Regions from separate parts of the Hordeum vulgare genome. Here region 2 is linked to region 1. Evidence: chromatin contacts called from public Hi-C data. All regions are on one chromosome and are shown on one strand. Each heading gives the region's core, a stretch centred on a gene start, on an enhancer-like site or on the middle of the called end of the contact. The rest is flanking DNA. Distances are from core to core; before and after follow the strand shown. Region 1 holds the start of LOC123444265 (26S proteasome regulatory subunit 6B homolog). Region 2 holds the start of LOC123444269 (myosin-11-like).

Region 1 (5,444 bases), core at 1,143-3,642:
TGCAAGATGTAATTAATGTATGCAGAATACAAACAAAAAGGAAGTTGCATCAGATGTTCACAGGCACTGCTTAGGTAGCTTTATTCTTGTAACCTTGTGTTAACAGATCTCGGCAGAACACTTCAGTTCAAACATGTGCAACAAAATTACGCTGGAAATCTTGAGCATAAACAAGGAAACCTAACAAATACTTAACAAACTATGCATCTATTACATGGTCAGAGCTTAACACATGCAATATTTTTTGTAAGAACGAAAGGAGAACTGAATGCAGAAACAAGGTCAACATATGCATGTTACAACTATCCGCATCTTACCTCACCCAGGTACTTCTGCACAAACTCTGAACCAACCACTCTGATAAAAGCAGCAGTAGTGTGATGTGCCACAGCTTTAGCAAGCATGGTCTTGCCGGTGCCTGGAGGACCATAGAGCAGCACCCCTCTTGGAGGATCAATACCAATCTGCATGTACAATTCATGATGTGTCAATGGTAACTCAACTGCCTCGCGAATTTCTTGTTTTGGATATCACATCCTCCAATGTCCTGAACATAATCAGAACTAGAATATTGTTATTGAGGTTTTTTCAATCCACTGTATGAAACAACTTCAGTAAGTCGTAAAGATACAGACTCCATGAATTGAAAAGTTCTGATCATGTTATGCACACAATTCTCAGGAAATAGAAAGTGCTCAATCTTGGTTGGCCTTAAGGATAGGAAAAATGACACAGGATCAAATCATTGCATGGGCATACAGATGCCGAAGTAAGAAAGCCCCAAATAGCATAAAATTTAAAGGATTTATTAAACCATTCCTACAGTACTATGGTGATTTGAGATTTTCGATTATGTTGGCGAGAGTAGCTTTATAACCTAGAAGAAAATAAACCGGCAGTACAAAAATTGCCGGTCGGTCTCCAAAACTGATCCCAGCAATTTAGAACACAGGCCAGAGGCAAATCCAACATTCAACCAATCTATCTGCCAAAAAACTACTGTTCATTGAACAATTATACTAAGAAACTATTACCCTACTAGTACTGTTATTATTATGGGTAAATAACTGAGAACAGTAGCAGAGAATATACATGTTACAGAGACCAGCTAGTCAATGCATAGCTATCTTTTCCTGTTTATCAGAAATGCAACACTTGTACTGTCAGCATAAAAGCTGCAGAAGTTATGTACATGACTGCGGAAACAACCAAAGCACACTTCAATTTCAGGCAAAGCAATTCATTCACAAACATCATCAATATCTACTACTATAGCAACTAATTCATATCTACTAAAGGATGCCATAAATCATAATCTACATGAAGTACGCCCAAATTGAACACGGGCCACCGGCTAATCCAGATTCCACCAATCTATCTGCCAAAAATCCGCTGTTCATTGAACAATTATACTACTCAAGAAACTATTACCATATTACTGCTACGTTTATTATTATTATGGGCAAGTAACTGAGAACCGAAGCAGATAACATCCATGTTACAGAGATCAGCTAGTGTGAATCCTAAATTGGTCAACAAATTCAGAGTACCAAATGCATCTAGGGTTGGCAGAGTCGAAGACAGCGATCCTAATAAAGCATCAAATGAGCTAGGGTTCAGACAGATCTGAGAAACCCATAGCGAGTAGAGGACGTTGGGCTTCTCGGAGGAGGCGAGGAGCGAGATGCTGGAGTCGGCCTCAGGGGCAGCACGTCGACGAGGGCGTTGGAGTGGCGGTGCAGGGCGACGGAGGCGGAGGGCTTGAGCCTCTCGCCTAGGCAATATCTCGAACACGAAGCGCGCAACGAAACTGAAGCCACGGTGGCCGCTGGGAGAGGATGGGAGAGCTGGTGCGGTACATACCGGGGAAGCTTCGACGTCGAACGAATCGGCGCTGGCGCAGCAGCGCGCCCTCCACATCCTCTTCAGCGTCTGAGTAGCCTGTAGCCGCCTCCGCCGGCACGGGAGCCGAGGGTGACCGTGGGGGTGCCTGTGCAGCCGTCACCGTCGTCGGAACTATCGACCGCATCCTCTTCATAGGCGCCGCCTGGGAGGACCACCCATCGCATCTCCGCCGACACCGTCTTCGGCAGCCTCCGTGTCAGGCACAAGGCCTTGGTTGGGTACGGAGAGGAGGGGCCACGTCCCGTACGCCGCGCTCGCCGGCCGGTCCATGCCGATGTCCCCTCGAAGCAAGCTCCAGCGGCAGCGCTCGCCGTCGCTCTGCACACCGCGCCGCCGCCGGCCATCGACGCACTCCCCGTCGCCCCGCGTCAGTGCGGCCGAATGCAGTCGACGTCGCCCGCCAGTCGCCCCGAGACCGAACCGCCGGCCGTGTGGGAGAAGGCCGCGGCACGAGGCGCGCCGTTCGACGGCGTTGATGGGGAACGAGTCGGCCCGCGGGGCGCGGGCCGGTGCGGACGAGGCGCTGGCGCAGCAGCGCGTCCTCCTGATCACCCCCTTCAGCGTCCGGGTAGCTGAGTTGGCCGGTGACCCAGCGCCGAGTGCGCCGTCGAGAGGAAGGCCACCCGCGGCGCTCGCCGGCCGGTCCACGCCGCCGCCCCTCGAAGCGACCTCCAGCGGCGGCGCTCGATGTCGCTCCGCGTCAGGCGGACACTCTCCGTGAGGCCGAACCGCCGCCGGCGGCACGTGGTGCACCGTTCGACGGCGTCGATGTGAAAGAAGGAAGGGGAACTGGGGAAGGATGGTGGGGACTGGACAGGGGCTCCGCGGCATATTCCCCCGCTCTCTCTCTTCCGGGCGGGGCGGGGCGGGGCGGGGCTTGAATGATTGGGTGGGCCCACGTGACGATTCTGTCGTACATACCTCAGCGGCTCAGCGCCAGCTGGGGGGATCGGCCAGGCCAGCCGCATCTCAGAGGAAACCTGTTTCTACTTTGGCTATCTCCTGACAGAAAGCGCTCAAACGTTTTTATCTTCGCCGTCGCAACTTTTTCACTAATTTGATATTTCTGTTTGTGGTTGTAAGATCAACTCCAACGCTGCGATTCAAACGGACGCGCGGTTTATCCGTTTTTCGTCCGTTTGGGTCGGACAAACGAATGATGGTGTTTGCTTTTTCGAATTGATCGGCCAGACCGTCCAACGCAGGCTCGGACGCAAACAACGATAAACATAATTAAACATTAAAAGGCCGGTCAAAGCTGGCTCAAGTTCATATAAAACATTATTAAACATAAATAAATAAAAACGTGGACGCCCTCGGTCGCCCTATGCATCATCTTCGTCGTCATCGTCGGGGGAGGTGAGGTCGATGAGCTCCAGCGCCGGCCCAGCCCAAGGGAACGCTGCCTCCCACGCCTGAGCAGCGTCCTTGCCCGGCAAAACCGGCGGCGCAGGCTGACGGGCTCGCTCCTCCTCCTCCCGCTCCCGATGCTCCGCCTCCTCCTCCTCCGTCCACCTGGGCTCGAGCTTCATCTGCTCCGTTGCCTCGGCCTCCTCCCTCGCCAGTGCGAGCGACTTATGGTGCAGGAGGTACTCTTTCTCCTCCTCCTCCGTGCATCCATACCAGACGAGAGTCGCGGACACCCACTCCAGGAGCTGGCCGGTCCACTGGTAGGTGTGTGCCTGGCGTGCCTCGGCCTCAGCGGCCGGCAGAGATGGAGGAGCAGGCACGACGCAATCGCCCGTCGCGGACAGCGCGAGGGCCTTTTCGAGACCTACCTAGTGCGCATCCTCCTCGCGCCTGCTCTCCTCGATGGCGTAGGTCGTTGCCTCCTCGAGGGCGGCTTGGTAGGCGGCCTCCTCCTCCTGCTCCTCTAGCTTCACTTTGAGGGGTGGTGGAGGGATGGCCGTATCAAACTGGGCGTCGTGGATGTGCTCTCGCTCGTGCTCGACGGCGAACCAAACCTCCCATTTATGGGAGTCGGCCGCGTACGTCGGATCGCGCCGGTGCTCCGGACTGAGGAGCGCGCGCCGCCGGCGGACCTCCTCCGCGTGCGCGCGCGCAGACCGCGGCACTACTGGGATAGGGATGCGGTCGGGGTCCAGATGCCAACCATGGGGAGGTTGACATCTGGGTAGGGCAGAGCTAGCTTGTACTGCCAGTGCCATCGAGCTTGGTGGACTGGGATGTACAGACGCTCCCACTGTGGCACGCAGCGGCGAGGTGGCACCGACACCTTGGACGAGCTCGCGCCGAGGGTGAGCTTGCCCTTGCCCTTGCCGAAGAAGCACATGGCTAGGGTTTCGTGGTTGCTGCCGTGGGAGCAAGCGTGGCCAGATGTGGACGGGAGGGGGAAGTTGATGAGGCCGGCCCGACGCATGCTTTGGAATAAAAAGGACGACCCACGGCCACCTTCCACCCACTTCCGGGCCTTGTAGGTAGGTGGTCGCATTTAATACGACTGAGGGGTCATTGGTCGGCGGATGAGTGGGGCCGAACTATGTTTTTTCAGTACGAACAAATGTTATTTATTTGTTATATTTATGTGTATGGTAGACATGAATGAATTCACATGAATTTAATGGTTTAGGTATGAGAAATGTGAATGTCCAGTAGGAAATACGAGAAATCGACGTCCGTGAAACTGAATTTGTGTAGTTAGAGCATCTACAGTCAGATCTCTCGAACCTATTCATAAACGCTCGGGCAGGCCGCCCGATCATTGACTGATCACAAAAAGCGACCCCAACGGGCACCCTGAATGGGCCTCAAGTGCCCGGACTGACCGACACCCATCATATCCAACCAAAATATGGGGCGGATATGAGGGCGCCCGGGCGTGTCGGCCATGTTGGTCTGGCATTGTGGACCCACACGTAATCGTGCGAAAACTCGGCGGTCCGATTAATATCTCCTCCTTTTTGGGGGAGGGGGTGTGAACGTCGCTTGACACCGGTCCAACGGGCCGCGTAGTCAGCTATTTAAGCCCACCGTCGACATCAAAACCCTACCCTCCACATTTTCCTCCTCTCGTCCGCCACGACCGCCCCTTTCCACTCCCCGTCCACCATAGTCGTTAATAAGCGATGCTCCCCACGCCGCCGCCACTTTTTAACATTGGAGCATCGGATGCATCTCCTTGAGCAGATCCGGGAAAGGCACGAAGCCCGGATCACCGCGGGGCTACCTCCTGGTGCAGTGGATCAGTATGAGGGGTTGGAGGAGGAGGAGCTGACAAAGAATGTGGAGGTGTTGGGGACACTGATATGCAGCCGGAGCAGCAGACCATCCTCGATTCCATCCGTTCAAAGTCGGATGCGGAAGCCAAACACCCTCGTCGGCGGAGGAGGCGGAGATGCTCGCCTACGTGTATGAGTTTGAGGAGTAGGAGGAGTCGGAGCCCTCCTACGCGTCCGTCTACCCGGTACACCGACATCGTGGACATCTCACGATGATGGCTAAGGTGGTACGTAGGATATTTTTTGCATGCTTTATATAAACCTAAATTGAAATATAAATTTTTTGGATACAAAATAGTA
Region 2 (5,444 bases), core at 1,849-4,348, 540 kb before region 1:
TTATGTGGGGATAGACATACAAACCTACAGGAGGCACAAGAAAACCATGATGGAAAGAGCAACGCCTGAAATGTAAGGGGATATCCTTAGCAGTATAAATCTCTTAGAGATATTTCTTGGTTCTCAAGTTAGTTATTTCCTAAAATCTGTTAGTTCGTTCGCCTTAGCGTCCAAGTTATCCTCCCCAAGTTTCTCCCCTGCTCTTGTTGGCTATGTAATGCCTATCAATATCACTGAATAGATTACTAGAAAAATAGTCCCAGTTATCCTCCCAAAGTTTCTCCCCTGTTCTTGTTGTGCGGCAGCCTCGTCTTGGCTACCTATCATCTGCCATGTCCATAACAATCTTTCAGATGTAACAGATTGAAAACCCTAAAAAAAGAAAGATGTAACAGATTGAAAGCTGGACTCATCATATGTCAAGCCCCCCTAGAAAATATGTCGGTTTTCATATTTTCACTACCTGTATGTTTTACATATATGTTACATTCTCTGTAATTTACATCTATAAAGCTGAATGGGCAAAAGGGTTTACTCCGCACTTGGAACATCTCATTTTGTCGAGCATTACAACTATCTTGAGTTCAAGGAATTTGAAGAAACGAAATGGAATCTAGAGTGCATACTTGTATTTAGTCACTGCCTGGTGCCTGAGGATGCTAGATTACACTTTGAGTTTGAGGGTTTCTTTTCTTCATTATGTCACCAAATTTCCTAAGAATCGTCCTATTTTGCTGCCTTGCAGGACTCCTAATATCCTTTGAACGAGGAGAGCTTTCAACATCAGAGTACATATTATCTGCCGCCACATATCTTCCTTTCCTGTTGCCTCCCTTGGCATCTATGGGTGATGCTTCTGCCGAGGTTTTCGTTGACTCTGAACTGAACATAGCATCAATCATGTCCTTCAATTCTTTAATGCTACTCTGTGCAGCAGCCTCACTTACTTTCAAGGACTCGTATTCTTGCACGATGCTCTTTAAGGTACTCTCTTTCTCAGACATGTCTTCATGAAGCTGAGAATTCTCTACCCTGGCAATCTCCAAGGATTCTCTTGCTACATTGGCTTCATTAACTGCATGCTTCAGCATTTCCCTCAGCCTGGAATTCTCATCTCTGATCACTCTCTGTGATTCAAACAGTTTGTCATTCTCTTCCTTTGCTTTGTTCATTTCCCCCTCAAATATCTTGATGCAATCAATGAGTCCTCTCTCTTTCTCTTTTGAGGCTGCTGCCAACTCATCCGATTCAAACTTGAGTCTGCCAACCTCTTCCTGTGCCAACTGGAGCTTTTCTTCCATGATTTCCAGAGAGGCTTTTGAGTTCTCCAATTCAGTTTTTGCATTTTTCAGCTCAGCTTGTACCGATGATAGCTCCATTTTTGCCTCTCTAGCTTCCGTGGTTTGTTCCTTCAAGGCTATCGCCAAGTCATCCATGGCTTTCTTGCACTTCTCCTCGGCTTCGACAGCCAACTTGAGGTCACGCTGTAATGAGAATGTCTCCATCTCACCAGGATCGGCAAAGGAGAAGGACATTACACCCCTTCTTCTAAAATTCCTGGCCGGCTGTCTACTTGGGTTAGAGGATAGTGCAACCAAGCTCTTGTTGTTGTCTTGAAGCGAATCTATCTCAAGCTTGGCCTCCTCCAGAGATACCTTGGTTTGTTCAAGCTGCTTTGTCTGGGCCTCCAGCGACACTAGCATGTTCTTCTCCGAGTCCCTTGCTGCCTCCAGCTCTACTTCCAGCTGCTCTAATCTGTTTGCAAGGTCCGACTGATCGTCCCCGCCACTTCCTTTTAGCTTCTTCTTCTTACTGCTCTTCTTCTTGAGCTCCTCTATCTCATCCAGCGCACGTACCTTCTCCTCTTTCTCCTTTACCAGCTCCTCCTGCAACTTGTTCAACTGCTCCTGCACATCTGATTCCTCGGTGAAGCGCGGCGTGGAAAGTTGGTTGCCACTGGAAGATGACTTGAGGCTGTAAAAACATGAACAAAGCTCATGTTGGTTCATCGATTGTTAACAGCAATCGGAACAAAGGGAGAACACAAGAAATTCGACAGAAACCTAAATTTCATGGAAGGCTGCAATACCTCAACCATGATTTTCATGTTGGCCAACAGATAACAAAGATTCGATGAGTTGGGTAAGAAGACTCGGGAGGAAACAAAACACTCTACCTGGACTTGAAGGAGAACATCTTCTCGGCCAGGAACCGTGCCGGCAGCCCAGGATCACGAAATTATGCCACCTGGGGGTTACTCTTACGAGAATCAGATCAGATGCATAAAGCAGGAATCAGGTGCTGCCCCGAGAAGTCTGTTTGTGCATACCGGAGAGGGGACTATGCTGGCCGTCTCTCGAAGCAAGGGACTTTTTCTTTGTGGCGAAACTTTAAAACAGGGCAGAGAAGTGAGTAGAGATCCAAGTCCAACACCGCGTCTTGTGCGCTGTTAAAGAAGGGGAAAAGATGAATCAGAGACCTTGTTGAAACGGTCGAACTCTAAGAGCCGCCTTGAAGGTGAAGGGAAGCACGTAGAGAGGCGGTCAGCCAAAGACAATACAATTCGCTATTTTCTACACAAAAGCGGTGCGATTTTTGTTTCCCAACAGATGAGATATACCTATTCTTTTGCCCAGGGTTTCTTTATCATTTCCGATATACGAGTACTATACAGCAGTTGAACCGTGCTTCGCTGACCTGAAAACGTTGGTGGCATCAGCTGGGCCAGCAGTCCGTCAGGCGAAGACGCGCCATTCGTTGGCTCCGTTCGGCATTTTGTGGTTGGATTTGTTGAGGGGAAGAAGGACGCGGCTACTACGAAGGCAGGAGGATCCTTTTATAAACGACGACTTGGCCTGCCCTTTCCCCTTCCCCTGCTGTTTCTCCCATCTGAATAATCAACACCTTACTAATTTAGAATTTAGTTTTTTTGAGGCGATTTAGAATTTTAGTAATCGAATTATTTATCGTTGCGTGCACGTATGGCCCGCTGGAATATTGGACTGGTTTGGTCGTGTCCTTTTGGAAAGGGTATGCTGGATTGATGGTCATTTCATACTTGACATAATTGGTGCTACAGCATTTTGGTACCCTGCCTGCTCCCGTTAACTCTTTGCAAAAAGTGTTGGAGAATTTCCTAGCTGTGGATGAACAACGCCATTAATGCCCTTCTTTTTGGGAAACTAATTGCGGCGTACCGACCCGGATGTGCTGGATCGAGCCGAACATATGCTCGAGGCGAAGAACGTCCAAGCTGAGGACAATTCATATAAAGGCAGTGCTTGGATTGGATGTATTTCATTATGAAGGTGTGTAACTTACTGACCGTTGTGCAAATTCCAGCCAAAAGTGAAACAACGTGCACATGCCTGTATTTTATACAAGTGTATTTAAAACAGAAACGGTGATCCAAACAAGCCCTAAGACATCGTATCAAATAATTTGATTCCCAGTCAAAATAAATACTCCCCGTTTCCTTATGTAAGGTGTATTATTTTTGGTACGGTGACCAAGACGCGTAATTATACACATGTTAAGACAAAATTAACCTTGGCAAAATCATTGATTAGAGGCAACAAAATAATTTAGGCTAGGAAAGTAAGAGATAGGCACAATCATGAAAGAGATTATTTCCTTTTTCTCTTTACAAGAAGAGATTCATGCAATTAATCAGGGAAGAAAAATACTTTCCTTTTTTAAAAGGGCTAACAAGGAAATTACGAGAAATTAGAAGAAATACACCTTAAATTGTGGAATTTTATCAAAAAAATAAATACATCTTATATAAAGAAACAGAGGGAGTAAATAGAATCCACACTTAAAACGGGCCTGTAGGGCATGTCCAACGGCTTACAGGTCCGCATACGTGGATACAAGAGCCAGGCATCTTGTGCACCATTTGACATGTATGTTAAATCAACAGCGTTTCTTGCATATTTTAAATAGATGCAGACATATGGATCACAACCAAAAAACACCGGATGTTCAACAAGTTTCTAGATTCAACGGGTCACACAAATTGTAGGTCTGACTGTACAACATCAATATTTTGCACGGACAACCGGCTATCCGAGGCAAATTCTTCACTGTGCAGCCGGATACTCCTAAGCGGTTGGCCCCTCCAACTCGACCGCCAAGCACTTGAACATCCAGTTAGTGGTTTGTTTTCATCCGTGGGTTCACCTCAACAAGAGCTACAAAAGAAGACCCCATGTGAACATGTTTTAGATCATTTTTCGTCACCATCGGCATTATGCATCATAGTTGTCATCTTAACTGTAAACAATTGGCATGTTGATTGGGTATAATTACCGGAAAATAGGTTTGTATGTTAATAAACTTTGCAATGCTATGCACAGCTAAAGAGTGAGTATTCTATGGTTAACAATAAGTAAGAAGAGTTATCACTACACACAAGTACCATGAAGTGAGTCTTTTAGTTATGTATCTGGATGTTCAACAATCTAGCAACTAAGCTAATTCAGTCCAACAACTAAGTTGGTAATAGCATGGCTAGTAAATCACAGTAATTTGACAAGTATCAATGGTTTTTTGTTGTTGAAACATTTTAACAAGAGGCAGCTAACAATCGTCAATCGGGTCAATAGTTTGGAGACATATTTTAGAATTTGAATTACAAGAATCTACTTGCCATAGTTGCAAGTGTGAGAAATAGAGGAAAGGAGGCTGCCGCTTAAAACACTTTCTGTAAAAAGACACGCAGCTTAGTGTCATATATTTATAAAAGCGGGTCAAAAATCTATTTCAAAACAAACTCTTTGTAAAAAAAAACACGCAGCTGTGTATCACATTTCATAGCTTCCCGCGATAGTTGGAAGGAAATGATTCTAGCCAGATGACCAGCCATGTGTCGTGGCAGTCGCATGCGCAACGTTCTTTTCGTATTGATCTATTGTCCCTATTTACGTCATGTCGCACATGTTTGTGGGCCCATCCAAACATCATTTCTCTCTCGTGAGTTTGTGCCCACACTCACTTTCTTTTTTCACCGCCCTCGAATCCCACCCCTCTCTTGGCTATCATGTCGCACACCCCAGCCTCCTCCGACGTTGCCTTGGTGGACGACCTTAACAAAAAGCACGGCGGCGGTTCCTGCCTCACCCCTCCCTCTCCCTCCCCCCTCACACACACACGAGTTGCTTTTTCCTCCACAGTAGAAAGTCATGGCGAGGAACTGTTACGATAACATGTCACTTGCTGATGACCATTGTTAAACTGGATAATCTTGGAAATTCTGAAAACAACACTGATATTGCTACTAATGCTAATGAATTCAAGATATCACGAAATCCTTTGCCTAATTTGTTTCCACCTGAAAAGAGGTAAATATATGGAGATAAATTAGCACTTAAAAGGAAACAGGAAAAATGGAGAAGGGGTAGAAGGAACTGGAGGCTCAGCAAGGCCACCAAAGCACAAGACGA

Evidence for each region. A called contact is a pair of places that touch in the nucleus more often than the background predicts.
Region 2: a Hi-C map of seedling shows a contact between it and region 1, with 5 times the contacts expected there. The contact joins the promoter of LOC123444269 here to the promoter of LOC123444265 in region 1. A contact is called at or near these places in 4 of 6 Hi-C or Micro-C datasets (leaf and seedling) and 1 of 1 datasets of contacts at active chromatin or transcription factors (embryo).

What each region holds. Positions count from the first base shown.
Region 1 is chr3H:461,738,471-461,743,914 of MorexV3_pseudomolecules_assembly, reverse strand. LOC123444265 (26S proteasome regulatory subunit 6B homolog) reads right to left here and starts at 2,392. Exons shown (of 6, transcript XM_045120942.1): 1 at 1,864-2,392; 2 at 318-464. The coding sequence starts at 1,920.
Region 2 is chr3H:462,278,880-462,284,323 of MorexV3_pseudomolecules_assembly, reverse strand. It overlaps LOC123444269 (myosin-11-like), which reads right to left and starts at 3,098. Exons shown (of 3, transcript XM_045120947.1): 1 at 2,698-3,098; 2 at 2,177-2,446; 3 at 413-1,974. The coding sequence starts at 2,196. The coding sequence ends at 660.